Linked DNA regions of Gossypium raimondii: region 2 is linked to region 1. Evidence: chromatin contacts called from public Hi-C data. All regions are on one chromosome and are shown on one strand. The core of a region is the stretch at or near the end of the contact, and the rest is flanking DNA. Distances in the headings are between cores, read along the strand shown.

What was found. A called contact is a pair of places that touch in the nucleus more often than the background predicts.
Region 2: a contact with region 1 is called in a Hi-C map of leaf, with 2.4 times the contacts expected there. The contact joins the promoter of LOC105764203 here to the enhancer-like site in region 1. A contact is called at or near these places in 2 of 2 Hi-C or Micro-C datasets (both in leaf).

Annotation. Positions count from the first base shown.
Region 1 is chr12:41,596,393-41,601,356 of ASM2569854v1, forward strand. LOC105764197 reads left to right here. Exons shown (of 6, transcript XM_012582706.2): 2 at 1-5; 3 at 92-311; 4 at 734-819; 5 at 1,113-1,204; 6 at 1,342-1,942. The coding sequence ends at 1,583. Among protein-coding and RNA genes, the nearest start is that of LOC105764197, 3.4 kb to the left of the region's middle. Within about 2 kb of position 2,754, the one cell type or tissue checked has open chromatin away from gene starts, as enhancers often do. A contact at or near this core is called in leaf, where this site is marked.
Region 2 is chr12:41,683,201-41,688,164 of ASM2569854v1, forward strand. LOC105764203 reads right to left here and starts at 2,625. Exons shown (of 10, transcript XM_012582709.2): 1 at 2,385-2,625; 2 at 1,196-1,298; 3 at 423-526. The coding sequence starts at 518.

The DNA.
Region 1 (4,964 bases), core at 1,504-4,003:
TTTAGGTAATTCCCTTTTCTTTTCTTTTTAATTCCCCTCTTGAAGTATACCATTGAACAGTTTAACACCATGATCTACATAATACACTTAGGGAAGAGACAGAATCAGGTGACGGCGAGAGGGATTCCTTCAGTGATTCAAGCAGTGAAGAGAGCGAGAGTGACAAGTTATGGAGATGGGAGGGATGCTCATCGGAGGAGGGAGGGTCCGAGCAAGACAGCCTTTGCCACCTCAACAATAGGTTGGGTTACCTTTACTTTCAGTATTTCGAGAGATCGGCTCCTTATGGTAGAGTGCCCCTCATGGATAAGGTACTTTTTCTCTTGGTCTTACTGTCTTTCTCCTTTTTTCCGGTTACATTCTCTCTTCCCTTTGATTTTGCAATTTATCTGCCTTTCTGTCATTTCCTGATTGTTCGATTGAAAAAACAGCCGTGAATTTGGCAGAATATAAGTATCTTTTTAAAGGTGTAAAAAAAAAAAAAAACCTTTTTTGACCTTTGAACATGAAAATTCTTTTGCTTTCTTTCTTGGCCATGGTCACAATCTTTCTTCCTTTATCATCCATCCCTGAGCATAAGTTGTTGCTTTTCCTCTGAAATTGTCATTCAACTTTAACAATTAAGTTTCAGGCTTTGTGGTTTTAAAAATTTGGGATGATTGCGACCTTTATTATTTTAGGGTAAAATTTGTTTATTCATTATGAAAGCTTGTGGGTTTTGTTGCTTTTACAGATTAATGGATTATCTGGAAGATACCCAGGTTTGATGTCATTGAGGAGCGTTGATCTTTCTCCAGCTAGTTGGATGGCAGTGGCCTGGTCTCTTTCTTCCTCTCTTTCACTATCAAATGCACACACGACAAGCTATTTATAATCAGATAAATTGAACGGCAAAAATTATGCAACATTAGAGCAACTTTTATAAAATCCCCCTCTTTGTTATCGTTTCTAATTTCTAGTCTAGTATACCTGGATTCGAAAATGATTGTTACATACAGGTTAAGTCAGTGCTCAATATGGATAAATATTTCAAGAAAATTAAAAGAGAAGAAAAAGACTATAGTTTTTGATGATTGAAAAAGGCTCATTGGTTGATGTTTTGATAATGTCAGGTACCCAATTTATCACATTCCCATGGGAAGGACCATAAAGGACTTGTCCACATGCTTCCTTACTTACCACACTCTATCATCTTCTTTCCAAGGTTGTTCCTCCCTTTTAGCTTTTGTTAAAATCCCCTTCTTTATCATTGGTTAAAATATTCATTACAGTAATGAAGAATGCTTGTTTTATATATGCATGTGGTAGTTTGGGTGCTGATAATGAATATTCTGGGTGCAGATATGGACCCGGAGAATGAGATTGAGGGTGGCGAAAGGAAGGGAAAGGAAGGGGAGTGCATCTCCCTTCCACCATTCGGGATGGCCACATACAAGATGCAAGGGGAAGTGTGGGCCTCGGGCAATTCAGGACGGGACCAAGAAAGGCTAGTGTCGCTTTTAAGCGTGGCAGATTCGTGGCTAAAGCAACTTAGGGTCCAGCATCATGACTTCAACTACTTCACGGGGATTCGACGTGGCTAGTCTTTGTTACTTGCACTGTCTCACAATCCCATGGAACCCACTGATCACTAATTATACAAAGAAGAATAGAAAAACAAAATCTCTTTCCGGTTTTTTGGTTTTTAGAATTATGGTTGCCACTTGTTTTTTTGTAACTGTCCAGTGTGACGTCAGCGGTGACAGCAGTTTCATCCGAGGGTATCCCAGTTGAGTAGTTTAGCCTTATTTTTGCGTCTGCTTTAAGCCTGTTTACTTTTGGGGGGGCTTTATTGTAAAGAAATGATGTCCGATAAGTAAGGCCCTTAAAACTGTCGAAACTTTGCCGGATTGTATATGATATGATACTTCATCTTGACCATATTAGACAACAATTTTCACAATTTCCTCCTCTTCTTCGCCTCAAACAAAATGAAAGATTAGCTGCGCATAATTTTCATATTTTTGGAGAGTTAAATCACTTTATTAAATTAATGGATAAATGGTAACAAGCTACTGGTATAACCGTGTCTCAATCTTCATAATACTATGTCCAGATTCGAACTTTCCGTGTAAATTTATCTTCTCGTCCCTTATACATAATCTCAATATGTAATAGAATTATTCAAGAAGTGGTGGGAGTTGCTTGTAAGTCAAAAACAAGAGGAAAGCTAAGCAAGGCAGATGAGTCCAAAGTTGTTAGGTGTTTGGAAGAAAATGTCACTAGTTTTACTTAATCCAGTATCAACTAGCGCCAACACTCTACAGCCTACAACTTCCCTTTATATGCTAGCTCTAATTCCACCATTGCTCCCTTCCAAAACAATAGACAACCAAACACTTGGGCTCTGCTCATACTACTTAGAGCCTCTTTTCACATTCTTGCTGGAAGTTAACAAAATTATGTATCATCCCAACACCTTTATGATGTTGTAATTTTTACGGAAGGGTTAAAGATATTTACTCACGTATTTTGTAAAAGTATCTTTCTTTAATTCCTAAAATTTGAAGTTACCAAGTGATACAGAAAAGAGTTACATTTTCCGGTACGAAAATTAAAGTAGGATTGGGTTAACTTGGAATTTTAGGTGACTTGACTTAAAGGTTATATATAGTAAGATAGAGGGCTAAAGACGCGTTATTTGTGTCATAGTCAAATCCAAGCCAACAGGCTAAGGCAATGTTGAAGGTGTGGACTGGATGACATTAACATAGACACGGATGAATAGCTTCCGTTAATTGGCTCCCCAACTACGCTGTATTACCAGTACCACTAATCACATCTCTTCTTGCTCTTCTTTTAACTCTTTTTATCACCAATTTGATTGGTTTGGACCAACGCTGTTTTGGTCTTGGAGTAGTACACATTCTATTGCATCTCTTATTTGACTTGAGCTTACCATCAAACTTATTAGGATGATATATAGCTTTTTATTATTTTAAATTATAAAAATTTTATATTTCGTACAAAAACAACATTATAATATGATATTGTTAATTATTTATTAACTAAAGGAGATTTAACATTTTATATTTTTTTATTTCTCAAAATCAACTTTGTTTATTAATGTTTTTCATTTTATTTATGATTAATGATAATTTAATGTCAAATTTTATTTGGAGAAATGGTTGGAGCTTTCCTTAGATGACACCCATTTTGTTTACTTCAGCTTAAAATTTTTATCTTAGTCATCAATATTATCAAAACTTAACATTTTGTTCATTCATCTGTTAAATTACTAACGGAAGCCTTTTTATTGACACAATGAGAAATTTAGCCCTCTAGTCTTTATAAATTTTATCAATTTGGTTCTAATTTTAAGGATTCGACAAATTTAACCTTCAACTTTACACATTCTATTAATTTAGTCTTAATTATTAAAATTCAAAACTTTTAAAAATAATATATATATTTAAATGTTTATTTTTGATAAAAATTTACCAAATTTAACCCTTAACAAAGAATGCAGACATATATTAAATAAATTATTATTTATAGAATACTGAGAGGAAAAAGTTTGAGTCTTGTTTGTGGGGTTTTAAAATATATATTTTATTTATAAAATAATATTTAATAAATAAATTTTATGTCAAAAAATGGGCATCCATTTATTTATAATTTTGTATGCATTTTTTATCGAAAACGAACTTTCAATTTTTTTAAGTTTTTATTTTATTTTTTATTTTAAGAATCAAAACTAAATTGATAGAATTTATAAAGTTGACAATTAAATTTGTTGGGTTTTTCTAGAATTAAGGCCAAATTGATAGAAATTTATTTAAGTATTATTCTATAAATAAAATATTGACTAAAATAAGAATTTTTAAATCTCGGTGACCAAAATAGGAACACATTAATTGTTGGGTGACTATTTTTTATAGTTTACCCTAATTTCTATATATTAGACTTAACTATGGTAGATGGGTCAATATATATTTTAGCCCATGAAATTGTCCATTTGCATCTTGTGGGTACCTCTTCCTTCTCTTTTTTTTACCTAATTGGTATCTGAACTTGTATTCTGTCATACAGGTTAGTACCTTCGCATTAACACCATTAGCTTGTGTTGGTGTGACACTAATAGCCAAGCCGAATGGTCCCACGACGACTTGTGCATCCAGTATTAAGTTGAACCTTAAATTAGGCAGATATCCTTGAATGCTCGCTTGAGTGTCTGCTTTGTATTTCTCCAAAGCCTCATTGTTCTCCTTCTGTATCTATTCTTTCTCAACGAGGTGTTGCTTCCCAAGGGCTTCCAATTGACGAACCCTCTCTTCCAACTCTTTTTCTCAGACCTCCAATGATTGGTACTTGGTCTCCGAGGTGGAGACAGATTCTGTAAGCTCGAGATTTTAACGGACAATAGCTTCATTAATTGGGGCAGAGTTGGTTATGTGATTGCCCGGCAAAGAGAATGATCCTCTCATATTTTGTTCGCCTAGCCTCATTCTCATCACAATCCCCTTGGAGGGCCCAGCTCATAAGTCCGCACTTCGTTGCCAACATGGAAAAGGAACTCACCAACTCCGGGAGAGTTGATTTGTGAACACCCTTGGAAGAAGAAGAGGGGTAAGCAAACTCTTTTAATTCCTGGGAAAATTCACTTTTTTGTTTCTGTTGAACAACAAAGGGAGAGAAAGGATATTGCCCCGCACCAATGTGCTTCCACCACTTCCTCTTGTATCTCATAGTACGCCACATGGAAAATAAGTAAATAATTTTTTAAATATATATAAATTAATAAAAGTATAAAAAAATTTACATCAAGAATTAAATAACCATATTTCCAGGTTCATTTTAGATGTGTTTTTAATTAATTTTATTAATTTATAATTTTTAGTTCTTTTACATATTTTTATAAATTTATAATTCTTTGATTTTGTATAAATTTATATATCACATATTATATATTTTATATATTTTCA
Region 2 (4,964 bases), core at 1,375-3,874, 87 kb after region 1:
TCAGAATTTGAAAAAAAGTATATCAATTTTATTATCACTGAGGCTGAGAATGGAATTAATATGTGTATGTATATGTATACTATATATACATCAAAATAGATTAGCCTAACAAAATCAATACTCTAGTTCTGCATCAATTTTTCATTAGTGCAGGACAAATGCCACAAATTCTCTATGCACATCATTAAAATGAATACTCAAGAAATGATGGCAAAAACCAGTTTGGTTCTACTCAAGAACAGTCTGGTTTTCTATGGTCAACCGTAGGGAGTTGGTTACATGAAGACATTGCATTCACTGTCTTGTAACAGTGTACGTAAACCTTACCGGATAACAAATAATTGTATAATGAAAAAAATAATTACACATAAGATTTTGAAGACATTAGAAAATCAGTCCTAATACTTAACATTCTCAATTACCTGAATAGGAGTCAAAGTGTAGCCAAGAAACTTCTCATTGCGCCTGTTTCCAAAGCGATTGAACAGCCCTCCTAGCCATGATTTAGGTCCAACCATAGCATTAGCTGCAACCATACAAGACTGATCAGTGATATTAAAGAATGAGTTGTAGAATACTTTGCAAGGCAACGTGCATTTCAATGTTGAAATAGGTTGACATGGTCTTAAGCATGGCATCTTACACACTTTTGAGTAATTTTACTCTTAGTTTCTCTACACTGCAGCTGTTGAGACTTGGCATAGAGGAAAGGAGAAAAGAAGCATAATATACCTATAAAGAACCAATGCTAATAATAAAGAAAGCTAGAAAAACAGGGCAAATTTCTAGGTTAGCAAATTTGAATTAGCAATAGGTTATGTTGTGTTCTACCTCGTAAGACTTTTGTTTTTAGCTCTCCTAGTATTTTGAAATGCCAATGACATGTCAGTCTAAAGCTAACTCTACTCATTATCATGGAACCTCATGTGATATATGAAGAGCTCAAGACAACTCATGAAGTGTCAGAAGATTAGATAATTCTAACTAGTTAAGCTGTACAAATGTTTCCCTCCATTTGGCTACATATTAAGCTACATAATGATGATGGTTTCAGAAAGCATTGTATGTCAATGTAAAGTAGGAATTGAACAAATATACACTTGCATACCAAACATGCTAGGCAATTAAGACTGTCCTAATTTGGAGTGCCGAAACATTGGAATGCTGAAAGAATTTATTAGGAAAATCTACTCACTAAAACATTGAGCTAACTGTGATAGTAGGTGAGTGGAATTGTGTGGCCATTCCAACTCTTCACCGCCCTTCTTTCGTCTCCAGTAAACTTCATCCTCATCAACCTACATTTCAATTTTCGACGAACTAGTCAATACCGATTAGTTGCATAGAAATAAAAGTGGCATTGTCCTGACTGAGAATGATAGGCTGCAAATTCATTAACTCGTTTCATAAGGTTGACGGTTCAATAGGAATCTAAACGTTGAATTGTAGATTCCCATGCATATAATTAAGCTCTTAACTATTCATCATATAATGCAATGCATTCATTCTGACATAAAACAGAAGAAGAGACATAACTACTAAATGCAGAAATGGAAGAAATTTTTTTAAATATAAATAGCAGGAACTCAATGAATATAGATACTCCTAAAGTCATAGCCTTGTTGATTGCAAGCAACGAAGCTTTATATATATATTTGAAAAAAAGGTTACTGCAAATTCATGAGATTTGCCAAGAGGCAAGCCCAAATTAAGCTTGATAACAAGAACAGCTTAAGCTAATAGTTATATTTAATTAATAGACTTGTAATAGCACCAGTGATCAAAATCAGAGACAGAAAAAAAGGGGTATGGAGGGCTAGGGGGAGGATTACTCTGTGAAGAGAAGAGCAAGAAGGAAAGCATTGTCGACGCTTCCTTAATCTCATGAGAGAACCAAAAATAAAATATTAGATCCTTACATTCCTTTTAACCTAACGCAAATGGGGAAAAAATCCAAAAAGGATTGGGAAAATGGGTAACAAATGATTGCAGTAAACTCATGCGCCTCCATCCCTTTCAACCCTTCTCATCATTCCATCTCTCTGAAAGAGAGAGCGGGTCAAGGAATATAATGATGACACAAACACAAAGATACCCAGAAAATGAAAAAGAAGAGTACATTTTGGGGTTGAGATAAAAAGAAACATTAAGAAATAAGAGCGCAATCAATGGTCACTTTTTGCATGTAAGAAAGTTTAATGGCATCCCAAAAGAACAAAGTGAAGATAAAAGTTTTAAATTGTAATGCAAAAGAAAGAAAGGAAAGGAAGAAAAGTCATAAAAGGGAATAGCATATTGTCTCTTGTGAGGAAAACATTGACATGCAATGCATGACAAATTAAAACACAGGTACAAGGAATAAAGAAAGAGTAAAAACATTTTACCTGGAAAGGGTTTGTCTACCAGCTAATGCTAATGCATGTGCTGTGAAGAAAATTGGGCCCGATTGCCAGGTGGGCAAAAGTGTGGGGCAAGAAGTGATAGAGAAAGGAGGAAGAAGAGAAAGAGAAAGAGAAGATGAAGATGAAGATGAAGATGAAGAAAGGCAACATGTTTGGGAGAAGGAATTTGGATACATCATAGATGCAGTGTTATTGTTGTTTATTGTCTCTCTCTCTCTCTGCCACGAAGTTCCCGGATCACTTGCCTTCATCGTAGCACTCGGGAGGGATGGGGTGTTACATATTTTTATACTTTGGCTACCTACCTAACTTTATAACATAACTCTATTTCCACTTTAAAATTTTTTATCTTCACTTTCTATTTGGGAAAAAAACACTTCAAAAATAATAGTGACAATACAAAAATATCAACCTCATTTTTTTAACCACTTAATTATGAAAAATTATATTTTAGTCCTTGGTATTATCGACTTATAACTTTTTGGTTACTCATTCGTTCGTTAGTGGCCGTTTAAATTTTATCGGGTAAATGATGTGTCATATTAATTTAACGGTTAATATCTAATTTGATCATTCAATTTGGTACTTGTATAACATTTTAACAATAATTCGAGAAAGGTTTTATTTTAATTCTAAAAATATAAAAATATCTTAAAATTTTCTGAAAGTTCATTATTTATTTATTGAAATTATAAAATATTTTTAAAATTTTAATTATATAAAAAATTTAAAATTTTCATGCAAATTCTAAAATATATAATTTTTAGAACCTTTGAAAGCTTTCTTAACTTTGATTTCATCCAACAATGCTGTTTTCACGGCATCAACACAAAGGTCTCCTCCACTTTGTCATGTTCCAAGTCCAATGGCAAGGATTTTAGCTCCAATGTTCAATGCATAGGAATTCTTTAACATCCCAGATTTTCCTTGATTTTCTCATCTACCAAACCAAAAAAAAAAAAACCCAAACTTTTTAACTATATATTCACTTCTATCTTGATATTTGAACTACCAAAAACTCTAAACCTACAGAAAATGCAAATTAAAGCAAAACCCAATAATGAAATTTAAAAAACAAAACAACTCAAATCAGAAAGAAAAAGAAAACTGTCTTTTATAAAATAAAATAAAACCTTAGTTTAAATGAGAAAGAACCCAGCTTGTGTTTATCCATTACTATGAAAGAACACAACAATGGATCATTCATCAAAAACAACACCCTACACAAACCTTAAAAATTCAGACCACAACAACCAAAAACTAAGGACTTGTTTTTTCAATATCGTGTTTTGTTTATTATATAATTTTTAGAATTTTTAGAATTTTTATGAATTTTTAATTAAATTTTACATAATTACAATTAAAAACATTTTTTTACAATTTCAAAATTAAATTGAATTTTTAGACATTTTAAGATTCTTTTTATGTTTTTAGATTTTTTTAATAATTTTTCCGAATCTATATTATTATATATTTTAAGCCTTTAATTAAGTTGGTATTACGAGTCAATCGACACCAACATGATTAGAGAAATGACAAAATTTATAGTGAGATTTGAACTCACGCCAATATGTAAAACTATAAATTTACGACTCAACCAAAATTTATTTTAAATTATTTATACATTTTAATATGATTATGTACACTTTAATACATTTATCAATTGTATATTTATACTCTTGACTGAATTTGTGTCACGAGTCAATTAGACACCAACTTAGTTAGGAAAATTACAAAAATATGCTTTTATATTTAAAATAGATTATATTATTTGATAGTATTTTAGTCTTTTATTTTAAAAATTTACTTATAAGGATTTGAACCCATACCGATGCATAAAACTTTAAATTATCACTTACCAAAGCTTTATTTTAAATAATTTATACATTTTAATTTTACAATGTAGTTTTATTATATTCATCAATTGTATATCTATACTAGTATTTAAGATGGTATCACAAATTAACTTGACACCAACTTAGGATTGATAACAATACCATGTTAAATATTTGTATTCATTTAGTATTCTTAATATGTTATATTCATTATGTTTAAATTTTGTTTTACTTACGACTTATTTTTTTATTTTAATATCGTAAATATATCATGTGTATTATTAATTAATTCCAAACTATACATTTAATTATTTATTATATGTTATTTTGAAACACAAATTTGTATTCTAATGTGGCTTCCACACACATAATGTGTGGTAGAGTTTCTAGTTGTTCTGTAAAATGTTGCAAGAGTATCAAATTGAATGTTTTAGCTATGGTTTAAGGATCAAATAGGATATTAACTCTTGAATTAATGTGTCATCTCACTTTTTCATTAAGGTCTGATCGACCATTAATGAGACAAGTGATCAAAACATTATAAGTAGATAAAGTTAGTGACCAAAATGTAACTTTTCATAATTCTTTATATTAAGATAGTTGCAATTAAAATAGTAGCAAAATTAACAATAAAATATAGGTTCTACAGTATCCAAATAATATTAAAAACGATAGCGAAACAATATAAAAAATACACAAAAATAACAACAAAAAAATAACAATAACA